2 separate regions of the Mus musculus genome follow, and region 2 is linked to region 1. A link is a contact called in public promoter capture Hi-C data. All regions are on one chromosome and are shown on one strand. Each heading gives the region's core, a stretch centred on a gene start, on an enhancer-like site or on the middle of the called end of the contact. The rest is flanking DNA. Distances are from core to core; before and after follow the strand shown.

Evidence for each region. Promoter capture Hi-C pulls out the DNA fragments that hold promoters and counts their contacts.
Region 2: a promoter capture Hi-C map of liver shows a contact between it and region 1, with 2.6 times the contacts expected there. The contact joins the promoter of Lcor here to the enhancer-like site in region 1. A contact is called at or near these places in 10 of 39 promoter capture datasets (the 3T3-L1 cell line, 3T3-L1-derived adipocytes, the C10 cell line and 6 more), 1 of 484 Hi-C or Micro-C datasets (nephron progenitors) and 4 of 115 datasets of contacts at active chromatin or transcription factors (bone marrow-derived macrophages and embryonic stem cells).

What each region holds. Positions count from the first base shown.
Region 1 is chr19:41,415,001-41,420,722 of GRCm38.p6, forward strand. No RefSeq gene overlaps it. Among named protein-coding and RNA genes, the nearest start is that of Gm33951, 27 kb to the right of the region's middle. Within about 2 kb of position 3,226, at least 21 of the 459 cell types and tissues checked have an H3K27ac peak or open chromatin away from gene starts, as enhancers often do.
Region 2 is chr19:41,480,311-41,486,032 of GRCm38.p6, forward strand. It overlaps Lcor (ligand dependent nuclear receptor corepressor), which reads left to right and starts at 2,372. Exons shown (of 8, transcript NM_001370767.1): 1 at 2,372-2,473; 2 at 3,217-3,290.

The DNA of each region.
Region 1 (5,722 bases), core at 1,976-4,475:
AAAACATCAATGCACATAAAATAAAAAAATGTAAAATAAATAAATAAATACAGTGCACATAAAAATGTTTAAACAAATAAATGGGTAATTTCTCTAACATGAGTGGGAAGGAACAACCTTGATATGTGGTTCTGAGAAAAAGGAAAAAAATACCTAATTAAAAAAAATAAATTTAAAAGAAAAAAAAAAGCATGTATCAATGAACAAAATGCAGAATCCAGAAATAGACTTAGCTAAATAAACTCAATATATATGACATTGTAAGCTTTTTACAATTCTGCAGTGAGGAAACTTGCCTTGAATGGTGTTGGAATAATTAGTAATTTGGGGCAGAAATGAAATTAGATCTATATCCTAACAACATACCACAAAAAGAATCTCCAGATGGACTGAGTGTTAAATATCAAAATCATGTCAAATAAAATCAAGAAGAAATGAGACGGGCATGTGTAACACAGCCGTGAAGGAGATGTGCTTCCTCAATACACAGGAAAATACACAGTTGAAAAGCAACTGAAAAGTAGTACTAAAGTCAGGTGTTCCAGTACTGAAAATTCCATTTCTATACCTTAAAAATAACAAGTAAAAGACTGTAGACTAAGCTGGGCAGTGGTGGCACACGCCTTGGTCCAGGCACTTGGGAGGCAGAGGCAGGGGAATCTCTGGGAGTTCGAAGCCAGCCTGTTCTACAGAGCGAGCTCCAGGACAACCAGGGCAATACAGAGAAACCTTAAGAGGTGGAAGGGGACAAATACTGTAGACTAAATATTTATCACAAGTATGATTAATAGAAAAGATTCGTCTACTTACCTATTTAAAAAAAAAAAAAAGGTGGGGAGAGGCTAGTGAATACATAGACAGAGAAAATAAGCAGAGAATTTGCATCAGGAAAATCGGCCCTAAGCAGAAATATAGACAAAGGTTCACAATTGCTGCAATCAAAGAAACGCAAATCAAACAGCAGCGGGCTTGCGACTGCTCTCCCTGTGCTAACCTGTGGGGCTGCCTTGTGTCTTGACCTTGCTCTGGCAAACAGGTCTGACTTCTCTCCTTCTCTCAGAACTAAATTAGCAATCGAATATAGTAAGTCCATGGTCTGTGCCTGGTCCAAATGACCTGCCACTCATCCAACCACTTTCTCTACTTAAACTATTACCAACCGTGTAAACACACACACACCTCATCCGATTGATTCTCCTTCCTCCTACTCCCAACCTTCCCTCCTCCCCTTCTTCCTTCTCTCCCTCTCCTTCTCCACAAAAATTGTATGTATGCCCAAATGCATGACTTTTCTAACCCATGAGTTACCGGATGGCTCACGATTCCCTGCGACACTTTTTAACAGACCTGTTAAGTGAATAAAAGCAGTGTCTGTCCGCACCTGATCCTGATTGGCTTTCCCTGGCGCTTGCCCCGCCTCTTCTCAACAGTACTCCTCGCCCCCCCCCCCTCTCTGCACCCCTACAGCTTTCCTTGACAGTGTGGGCGGGCTCTCTGATATTAAAGACTTTAAGCCTCCCGCATTCCTACCAATGCCCTCTCTCCCTTCACAAATGAAGTTATTAGTTGTTTGGCTTATCACGTGATGCTTTGGGATTGTTATTTAAAAGGAAAAAACTAACTTATAGTATTTAACAATAATCACATTTGTACAATTTTATATCATTAATAGAAGTGGAAAATTATCAAGGACCATAAAATTGTGGGGTTTTTTTTGTTTGTTGTTTGTTTGTTTGTTTGGTTGGTTGGTTGGTTGGTTGGTTTTTCGAGACAGGGTTTCTCTGTGTAGCCCTGGCTGTCCTGAAACTCATTCTGTAGACCAGTCTGGCCTTGAGCTCAGAAATCCTCCTGCCTCTGCCTCCCAAGTGCTGGGATTAAAAGTGTGCGCCACCACTGCCCGGCGGTTTTCTTTTTGATTACTTGAGTGCACGTGCGTGTGCGTGTGCGTGTGTGTGTGCGTGTGTGTGTGTGTGTGTAAATGAAACTCAAATAGAGACATTTCTCCTCCCTGTGTCCCCTTCCCCAACCATTTAAGGTTTGCTAAAGACAATTTACCTCATTCATGTAACATGCTTTTGACTCAGTAGGTGTACAGCAGGGACCAAGAACGTTCAGCTCTGAAACTTCCAAGCTATTCTGAGAAGAAGAGCAAGCTTAGAGAGCCTTGCAAGGGGATGCCAGGGGACAGAGTATTTGGCGGTAGTTGGGCTTTTGATTTCAGAGCCTGTGTGATCTCCCTGCCTTCTTACAGCAAACTTCCCTCAGTTGGACTTCAGTTACTTTCTCTTTTCAACATAAAACGCCAGCCTAGAATACAGGTGAAAGAATAGGACAAAGCTCGGTGTGGTGAATTCTACAGCCCAGTGCTCCTGAGTCAGGCAGGAGGAGTACACGTTCGAGGCCAGCCTGAGCTATAGAGCAAATACCAGGTTACACCTCAAACAACCATTTTTGTTGGGGGGGGGGGCTTTTTGTTTTTGTTTTTAAGTACAGCTGGGCATGGGGTGTCATAAGCCTTCCTTTCTATCACTTGGGAGACAGGAGTACGGAGGTCTCTCTAAGTCCCAGGCCAGCCAGAGCTAAAACTTAACATCTCCAACTTTATTCTACTCCTGGAAGTTCCATAATTCACATGTGCAAAAAGTTTAACATTTCTTTGATAAAACCAACAAAACATTCTACATAGGGGTTCTGATTTTGTTCTTGAAATCAACTGACATATCTATGGCTTAAACAAGGTGAAAATTTACTTCTCTCATAGAGAAAAGTTACAAAGTGGGTGGCCCCTGACTGACAAGCAGTCTCTGAGGTGATCTCTCTCTCTCTCTCTCTCTCACACACACACACACACACACACACCTCTGACACTCTCTCTTCCCTCCCTCCCCTTAGAAGTATTCACACCTTGTCTAGATGACAGTCAACAGCAAGGGAGGCAAAATTGGGGGGTAGAGGGTAGAAAGGGCAACCTTTCTCTAAAAACAGAATCTGAAAGGCACACAGCTCACACATCTAAATGTCTCCCTTTGATCATAATTTTAAAAGCACATTCTTAAGTAACGAAGAAATTCTTGGAAATTCAGTCAAGCTGGTTTAGTCATGTGCCTGGCTCTATTTTAAGGATCTATTACCAAGGAGAAGAAAGAGCCTGAGTCTTGAGAGATGTCGAGAAACCCCTGCCATGCAGACTGAACACAATGCTCTGCAATCCGTTGATTGCACAATGTCCTTTTGGGTCAGTGGGCACAGAGCCACTTTTGTGCAATTGCTGTCTAATATTTCACTGTGCGGTTCTAACATGATATCCTTCGCTGGCTGGCCTGTAGGTTCAATCCACTTTCTTCCACAAACAAGCTTGTTCACACAGAGTCTTGCTTCCTAGAATTTTTGTTTTCGCAGGAAAATCTGACTTCTAAAATAAGTCAAAAGATGTAGACATTTTTTCCTCAAAATTGCCAAATTACTCCTCCCAAAGTCTCTATAGAAGAGCAAATTAGTTATACATTCATCTGCAAAAACATAAGAGCCCTCATTTCTTCAAAAAGTTATAAATTACTTATTTTTGGCCCATGTGAATGGGTGGAGATTTTTTACCTCCCTGTTACTTGCAGCTGAACTCCTACAGGTGCATATGAAGTAGGGTCTCTGTCATATCTTCATCGGTGACCAGCTTTTTGTGTGTTCTGCTAGTTCATATCTACAAACCACTGGAGCAAAGCAGGAAACAGAACTCACTGTAGATTATTTACAAGAAAGAACACCAATGAAAAGCTTACTTCCCATGCTATGGACAGGACTGGGGACCCAGAGACAGACACAGCAGGAGGCTGCTACTGCCTTTGAGGGACAGTGGGCAAGATGCTACCCTGAGGCTGGATAAAGTCATCCCAGTGATCTGCAGTGGCAGAAGCCCTTAGCCCTAGCCAGAGGCACACCTCCCAGCAGAAGGACCCCCTTGCTCTCTTCTCGACCTTCAATGTCCTGTTGGTTCTCCCTGTTGATCCAAACCAGAAGAGAAGCCAGCTCCTAAGAATGCCAGGACAGAATGCCAGGTGTCACACACAGTTCACAAAGGCAACCTCCCAAGCACAGATGCTGCAAAGAGAGGCAAGAAGAAACTGGAGAGCACCCTATTCCTCCCCTCCCCCCCTTTTCTAGGTGTATGTGTGACGTTGTGATAGAAAGTAAAATATATATTTGTTCTAGCTCCTTTGGTAGTTTGAATGAGAATGGCCCCAGAGGCTCCTATATTTGAATGCCTGTCCCTCAGTTGGTGGACCTGTTTTGGAAAGATTAGGAGGTGTGGCCTTGTTGGAGGAGGTATGTCACTGGGTGTGTGGGCTTTGGGATTTCTAAAGCCCACTACAGGCCCAATCCTGCTCTCTGCTCCTGCCCCCTCCAGCCCCCTCCTTCTTGTAGAGAAGATGAAGGTTTTTATTTCCTGCTCCAGAGCCATGCCTGCTGCCATGCTCCCTGCCATGACAGTCATCTGGAACTATAAACAAGCTCTAATCAAGCACTTAAAACAAAATAAAATAAAATAAAATAAAATAAAATAAAATAAAATAAAATCTCTATCATGTAGCCCTGATTGTCCTGGAACTCTCTGGGTAGATTAGACTAACCTTGAATCTCCTGAGATCCTCCTGCCTTGAGTACTGGGATTAAAGGCAAGCACCATCACGACCCAGCATATATTTGACTTTTGATACCAGTTCCTAAAACAGCTCCTGAGGAACACTTTTGCAATATTTTTGAGTCTCTGATATAGGGTTTCTAAATTCCTAGGAATTTCCCAGATGATGAAAGAATCTTTTGTTCTAATGGGGCAAATGTTGGTGGGAGAACCAGGGCATGGGGCTGGTTACTGTGGGAATCAAATACATGATTAGAGGGTTGGGCTTTAGCCCTATTCTCTGCCTGCATTTTAACCATACCCATGAAATACAGTGTGATGGTTTGAATAGAAATGGCCCCCATAGCCAGGCATGATGGTGCATGCCTTTAATCCCAGCACTTGGGAGGCAGAGGCAGGCAGATTTCTGAGTTCAAGGCCAGCCTGGTCTACAGAGTGAGTTCCAGGACAGCTAGGGCTATACAGAGAAACCCTGTCTGGGGGTAGGGGGGAGGAGGAATAAAAAGGTGTGGCCTTGCTGGAGTAGGTGTCACTAGAGCAGGCTTTGGGGTTTCAAAAGCTCAAGCCAGGCCCAGTGTTTTTCTCTTCCTGCTACCTTCAGATACAGATATAGAACTGTCAGCTGTTAGGGCCAGCCTGTGGCTCTCATGTCCGGGTTCGAGCCTGGAAGGCATCTTGGAACTGGAAAAGAAGAAGGAATCTAGGTGGGTAGAGAAATAATGGAACCAAGACAATTAGTCTGCTCAAGTTTCAAATTTTTAATGGTGGACATGCTTTATAAAGGAGAGGGGAAAGCCCATTCCCACCAAATCATCTTTGGAGCCCAGTTGCAGGTGACCACGTGTAGTCTCCGGAATAGCTAGGCCAACTCCCAGCAGGTAGCAGCAGCAGCGGCAGTGGCTGAACAATAGAGTGATCTCAGGGAGGCAGGCTCCATCCTAGGTAAATTTTTGTCTCCTTAGTGACAACAAAGTCAAGGTCCGACTCAGCCTGCTTCAGGGTTGTGGGAGGCTACAATCAGCTACCATGCTTGCCTGCGTGCCACCATGCTTGCTGCCATGCTGATAATGAACTAAACCTCTGAAA
Region 2 (5,722 bases), core at 1,122-3,621, 64 kb after region 1:
TAACAACCTGTACACTGGGAAGGATGGCAGAGCAAAACCTACTTCACATTCCGAAGAGGCAAAGTCTCAAGGACTAAACAAAACCACTATTCTTCATCATCATCATCATCATCATCATCATCATTACAGTCTAGCATATTGTCTTTCAAAAAAGCATCATGAAGAGTCAATTATAGGTTGGTTCTCTACTTTAAATAAATGAAGTAGAAGCAGAGGTTCACAGTGGAGCAGCGGACATAGCATTAAGTTCAGAATTGGAAACTTGTCTCTGGGTTTGTGCCTGCTTCTACTGACCCCACACCTTCTGTTATTCAATCTGACTTGTCTGGGCTTCTGGCTGAAAGGAACAAGAATGCTTGTTTCCACTTTGAATTAATCTCTGAGATCCCTTAGAAATCTCTGAATCTGTATGGTTGAGACTTCAAGGGTTCTCGACTTGTGGGTTGTGACCCTGCTGGCAAGCCTCTATCTCCAAAAATATTTACATTACGATTCATAACAGTGGCAAAATTAGTTATGATGAAGCAACAAAATAATTGTATGGTTGGGGGTCACCACAGCCTGAGGAATTGTACTAAAGGTTCGCAGCATTAGGAAGGTTGAGAACCACTGTTCCAAGAGGTTATGTTGAGAAACTATTTCCCTTGACTTGTTTTAAAACATATGGATCCTGATTTGAAAAGTATATTATTAACTACTTTTAACTTGTACATTGCTCACTTATTAAAAACAACAAAATGTTTTATGAAACACTTTCTCCAACCATCACAGAAAGTTGCTTAAAATCTACAAGATTGAAACCCACCACCTAGTGGTGAGGAAAGGAATTTCACGCTAGAGATAGGGAACGGGATGGTTTCTCCCAGCTAGCGGTCATTTCCCTTTGATCTTCTCCCCACCTAACCCAGGGTAGTAATAACCACACAGAAACTCAACGAAGTCTGACCTAAGACTTTATTTGCCAGGGGTCTTGCTTTGAGACACGGTCTCATTATGTTGCCCAGGCTGGCCTGGCATTTGCAATCCTGCCTCTCAGCCCACCGAACTGTTGCTATTACCAGGTGTGCACCATCGTGGTCGGCTGATGGTGTAGTAGTCTAAAGCGATGAAACAGTGCGGGCTTTGAGAATTGTGGAAATCTAATTGGCTCTGAGATGGAAGGTGCCTACTACCCGTAATCTTACTCCTATCCAGGAGACCCACCAAGTCATTCTTAGGGGCAGTTACCCCCGTTCCCACGCCAGAGCGCCCTCCCTTCAAAGACCCAGACTTGATACACATCAGTGGAATCCTTGAGGTCAAGTGATGATTTTGTTTTACCTACAGAAATACTTACATTTAAATATTTAGAAGGAATGCACTCTCAAATTCTAAGGGTGAGGAAGAGGCCACCTAGCTTGTATTGGTAAGTAGCCATTTCCGTTTTTTTCATTTCCTATTTCCTCCTTGCTCTTTCTCCTCTCTTTCAAATAAATCAAGTAATTAATAGTGTGATGTTTAAACAAAACAAGGCTCCCTGTGCAAGGTGGTTTAATTATCCCAGAAGGCACCTGGAAATCCTTTCTCATCAAAATGTTCTGAGTCCTTTCCTGAACTACGGATCTGGGCGTATATTTCCCAACATATTCTTAAGCTGTTGTTTGAAAGTTTGAAATTCATTTTCTACTAGCACATTTTTTTTTCTCAGCTCTCTTAAGACTTTCAACTATGATCAGTCTTGCTAGTAAGAGATCCCCTAGGCTTTTTATTTGACTTAAAACCCTTTTCTTTTTTTTTTTTTTTTAAATTGGGGCTTATGAATACCGGCGAAGCATTTCGATAACTTAAAACTTAAAATTATCCACTTCACCTTTGCAAACCTCGGGGCTCAATGCCTCCAAGGGCATCCGGGCATTTATTCCTATTTCTGCTCTTGCACGGCGCCCCCGTGGGAGGAGCCGTTTCGACCGAGAAGTTGCGAGAAGCAATGGTGCGGAACTTGCAACAGTTGGTGCGGGCCGATAGGCAGGTAGGAAGTGATAGATGGGACTAGTTTAAAACCCAAAAGCCCCGGGGAGGGCCGGGGCCACCGTGGCCTGCCTGGAGAGCGAGGGCGGCGCGGGGACCGAGCGCCGGCGTAGAAAGACGCCGTTCCGGGCGGGGCGGGGGGACTGGACGTGGGACGCAGAGCTGGTGCGCGGGGACGCCGGGCGGGCGGGCGGGCGGGAGGAGGAGCGGGCCGCCACGGGGCCACGGGGAGGTGAGCGCAGCCTTGCCCCCGCGCCGCCCCCGGCGGGAGGCGCGACGCCCAGGCCACGGGTGCGTGCGCGGCCCCGGGCGACGCGGCTGGGCGTGCGCGGGGCCGCGGCGGAGGCAGGGCCGGGCGGGCGGCAGAAGATGGCGAGGGTGTGTAGGCGGCAGCAATGCTCCGTTGAGAGACGCGGCTTTCGGCAAGAACTGGACTCGTGGCGCCACAAGCTCATCCACTGTGTAGGTGAGGCCCTCCACCGGTGCCCCGGGCCGCCCGGCCGCCGGCCTCCCGTGCGTGGGAGGGAGCAGGGCAGAGTCCGCCGCGCTCCGGCCCCGCGCGCCCTCCCGGGCTCGGCCCCCTCCCCCACCCCCCGGAGCGCGAGCGCGCCGCCGCGGCGCCCCTCCCCTCGGCTCGCGGGGCGGGCTCGGACGCGCGGCCTCTCCCCCAGCGGGCGCATTGTGGACGCCGGGCCCGCCGCCGCCGCCGCCAGCGCGCCGGGACGCACGGGGTCGCCCCCACCTGCCCTCGCCCCGCGCCCCTCCCCCACGCCGGCGGCGCGCCCCCGTGCACGCGTGCACGCGCGGCGGCGCTCGGGCGTGTGCGAGGCGTGAGGTGGAGATGGGGGCGGAGGGAGCCGGAGCTGTCACAGGCCCCGCGTCCGCCTGAGCGAGCCAAGTGGGGTGTCATGGCCGCGGGGGGCAGCGGCTGCACTTCCTCTGCTGGCAGCGGCGGCTGCGGAGTTAGTCCTCGACGCACGGGTCGGTGTGTGCGGATTTGTGTTTGGCGTGCGCGCGCGGCGGGGAGGCCCGGGTGGGAAGCCGGGCGGGGGGGTCACCCTGGTCCCCTCCGCGGAGCCCCGGCGGCCGGCGACCGGCGCGCTTCCCCGGGCGGCGGGAGCGTGGACGGGAGTGGGGGGCGCCCGGGAGGGGCCGGGAGGCGAGCTGCACCTCTCACACTGTGTGTTTTGTCTGTTTTTCTCTCCCAAGGTCCCGTTTCCCTCTGTGCGGCGGCCGGCGGGACCATAAGGGCTTAACTCACATATTTAACCCCCCTCCAAAAAGTAAGTGGCTCTTGTGGTGTCTGCTCCACCCGCCGCCCCCTAGCCTCTGTCCATCCTTGTGTCTGACTCTAATGTCCTCAGCATTGTTATTTCCCCGTCTCTGCTTCGGTGCGGCTGATGTGTGGGGAAATGCCCTCTCGTCGTCCTCTGTCCCCCACGCCCAGTCCTCGGGGAGGCCCGGAATTCCAGCCCCCCGTGTGGATGGGGCGCGTTCTAGGGATTCAGGTCTTCCTCAGACGGACCTGGGAAATTCTGTCCGTCCACTTGGGCCCGGGGTCCCCTCTTTCCCGATGGGGTTTCGTTGGAAGGAATTATGCAAATCCTGCTTTCTGGTGTCCATTCAGCGGCAATTTCATGCGGTGAGAAGTTCTCTTTGTTGTGCGAGGGGGAGAACAGACACTGATTTAATAGACATATCTGCTGGGGGGGGGGGAGGGTGGAGGGGGTGTGGAGAGCCTCAGTTTGGAAGAATTACAGCACTTGGTTAGCTCAGTCTTTGTGTTGGAGCCTTCTGGCTTGACAGGAGGGTCTGCCCTTTTACAATGTCCCATAAGGGATGTTTTTTTGGTAATAGATGAAAAAGCAAAACTAAAACTTTAAAAAAAGTGGAAAATAAGGTAACCTGTACTTAGAGAAAATGAGCACTGCCATTTTTTGCAGTATTTCGTTATGAAAATGTGTATTGTGAATTTATTAAAGACTTAGACTGTAATACCAAATGTAATTAATTCGGTAAGATATTTGATACCACTTTGGTTGTCCAGAGGTTAAAAGTATATATTTTTAAATGTATACTTGGGTAAATAATGAAAATCTGAGCAATTTTGGGGGAGGAGGTGATTTACCTTTTTGAATACAGGTTAAAATTTCCCTCTTGCCAATCCAAGCCCTGCCCTGCCCTCCAGGAAGCAGCCGTTTCGGCTCTAGCTGTCTTTGCTCTCTTCTGCTTCTGCTTGTTTTGTTTTCCATGACCTGTCACACATTTGCTATAATGTGACATGGGCTTAAGCACTTAGGAATTACGTTATTTGTCATCGTCAAGTAAGTGTACAGGGCAGGTTTTGAGAAACATCTAATTGAGGCGTTTTCTGGATTCTTAGTTAATACAAAAGACTGAAACTAGAAGGGTTTTGTTTTTGTTTTGTTTTGTTTTGTTTTTTTGTAGTGTTTTACTCTTGGTGATTGATTGTGTCCTGGAGGGCATTTTAGTGCTTAAAATACTGTGGAATTGAGAAATGCAACCCTTCAAATTTCTTGTGTAGATACAGCTTTTGTTTAAATTATTTCAATGAGTATCCCTATGCTGTTTGCTTTAAAATCCTTGTGTTCTGTGACCTCCCCTTTCTTTTCATTAATTGTATTAGTGGTTGATAACTGCTTCTGGACAAAAATGTTTTGTTTTGTTTCCTAATAAAATTCTCCTGTAAACACCTCAATTGACTCTCAGAGTCAAATGGAGTCTTTGGAGAATGTTTTTGAGTTGGTGACTGATTTTTCTGAGCGAATGTTTGGAACTCTAGATTTCCATTTTTAGATGATGTCCGGGAGCTTTTAGAATCCCAGCTACAGATGGTATTTTAAGTACTAATACTTATCGATAATTGCTCAGCTAAAGTCAATTGGGCGTCATATTTTCTCTTTTGTTACATGTAATTTTGTTCTCTAAGGGGAGTGTTTTAAGTGGTGCTATGAGGTTTGTGTTATAAAGGGCTGGCAGGCTATAGTTTAAAAGGAGCTGTGCTGTTTGTTATCAGATGCAATAGCTCTTGTTTTACTAGGATTTGTTCTGTGCAGGTAATCTTCTGATTCTCTTGGTTGATTATCTTAATATTTTAGGGGTGTTTGGTTTCTAAGTGAAACTTAATTTATAACAGTCTTCGGGTTAAAAATGAAATTTCAGTCATGTTCAGGATTTAGTTTTCCTTCTTGCTGTTTTTGGCACAGAGGGAGTAAGGGGCCAGTGATTTCTGGAAGACAAGTTATGGAGTCAGTAATAAGTTTGAGTAAATACAGAGTGAGTAAAGTGCTTGAGATCAGGAGTGTTTGAGATTTCTGTGTTTTTGAAATTTTGAAATGTTTGCAAGGATTTTACTGACTGAGCATCCATAGTCTAAAAACCTGAAATTCCAGCTGCTCCATACCCAAACCATTTTGAGCACTTTGGATTAGAACAGACCCTAAACTGAGGTCAGACAGTGAAGTCTGGGAGTGGATGTTTGTTTACCTTGGCGTTGTTGCGGGAGGTTCCAGGCAATCCCTTCACTCTGTCCGATGTGATGCTGTCTATTGCTTGGCTGACCCTTAACCTTACTGTATTCTCAAGCTCTTCCTAGTATGGGAAAAGGTGTGATTTTAGCTAGTTCTAGTTTGACTAAAAAAGAACAAGATAGATCTCTTTGACTCATGGAAAGGTATTTCAAGTAACTGTGATT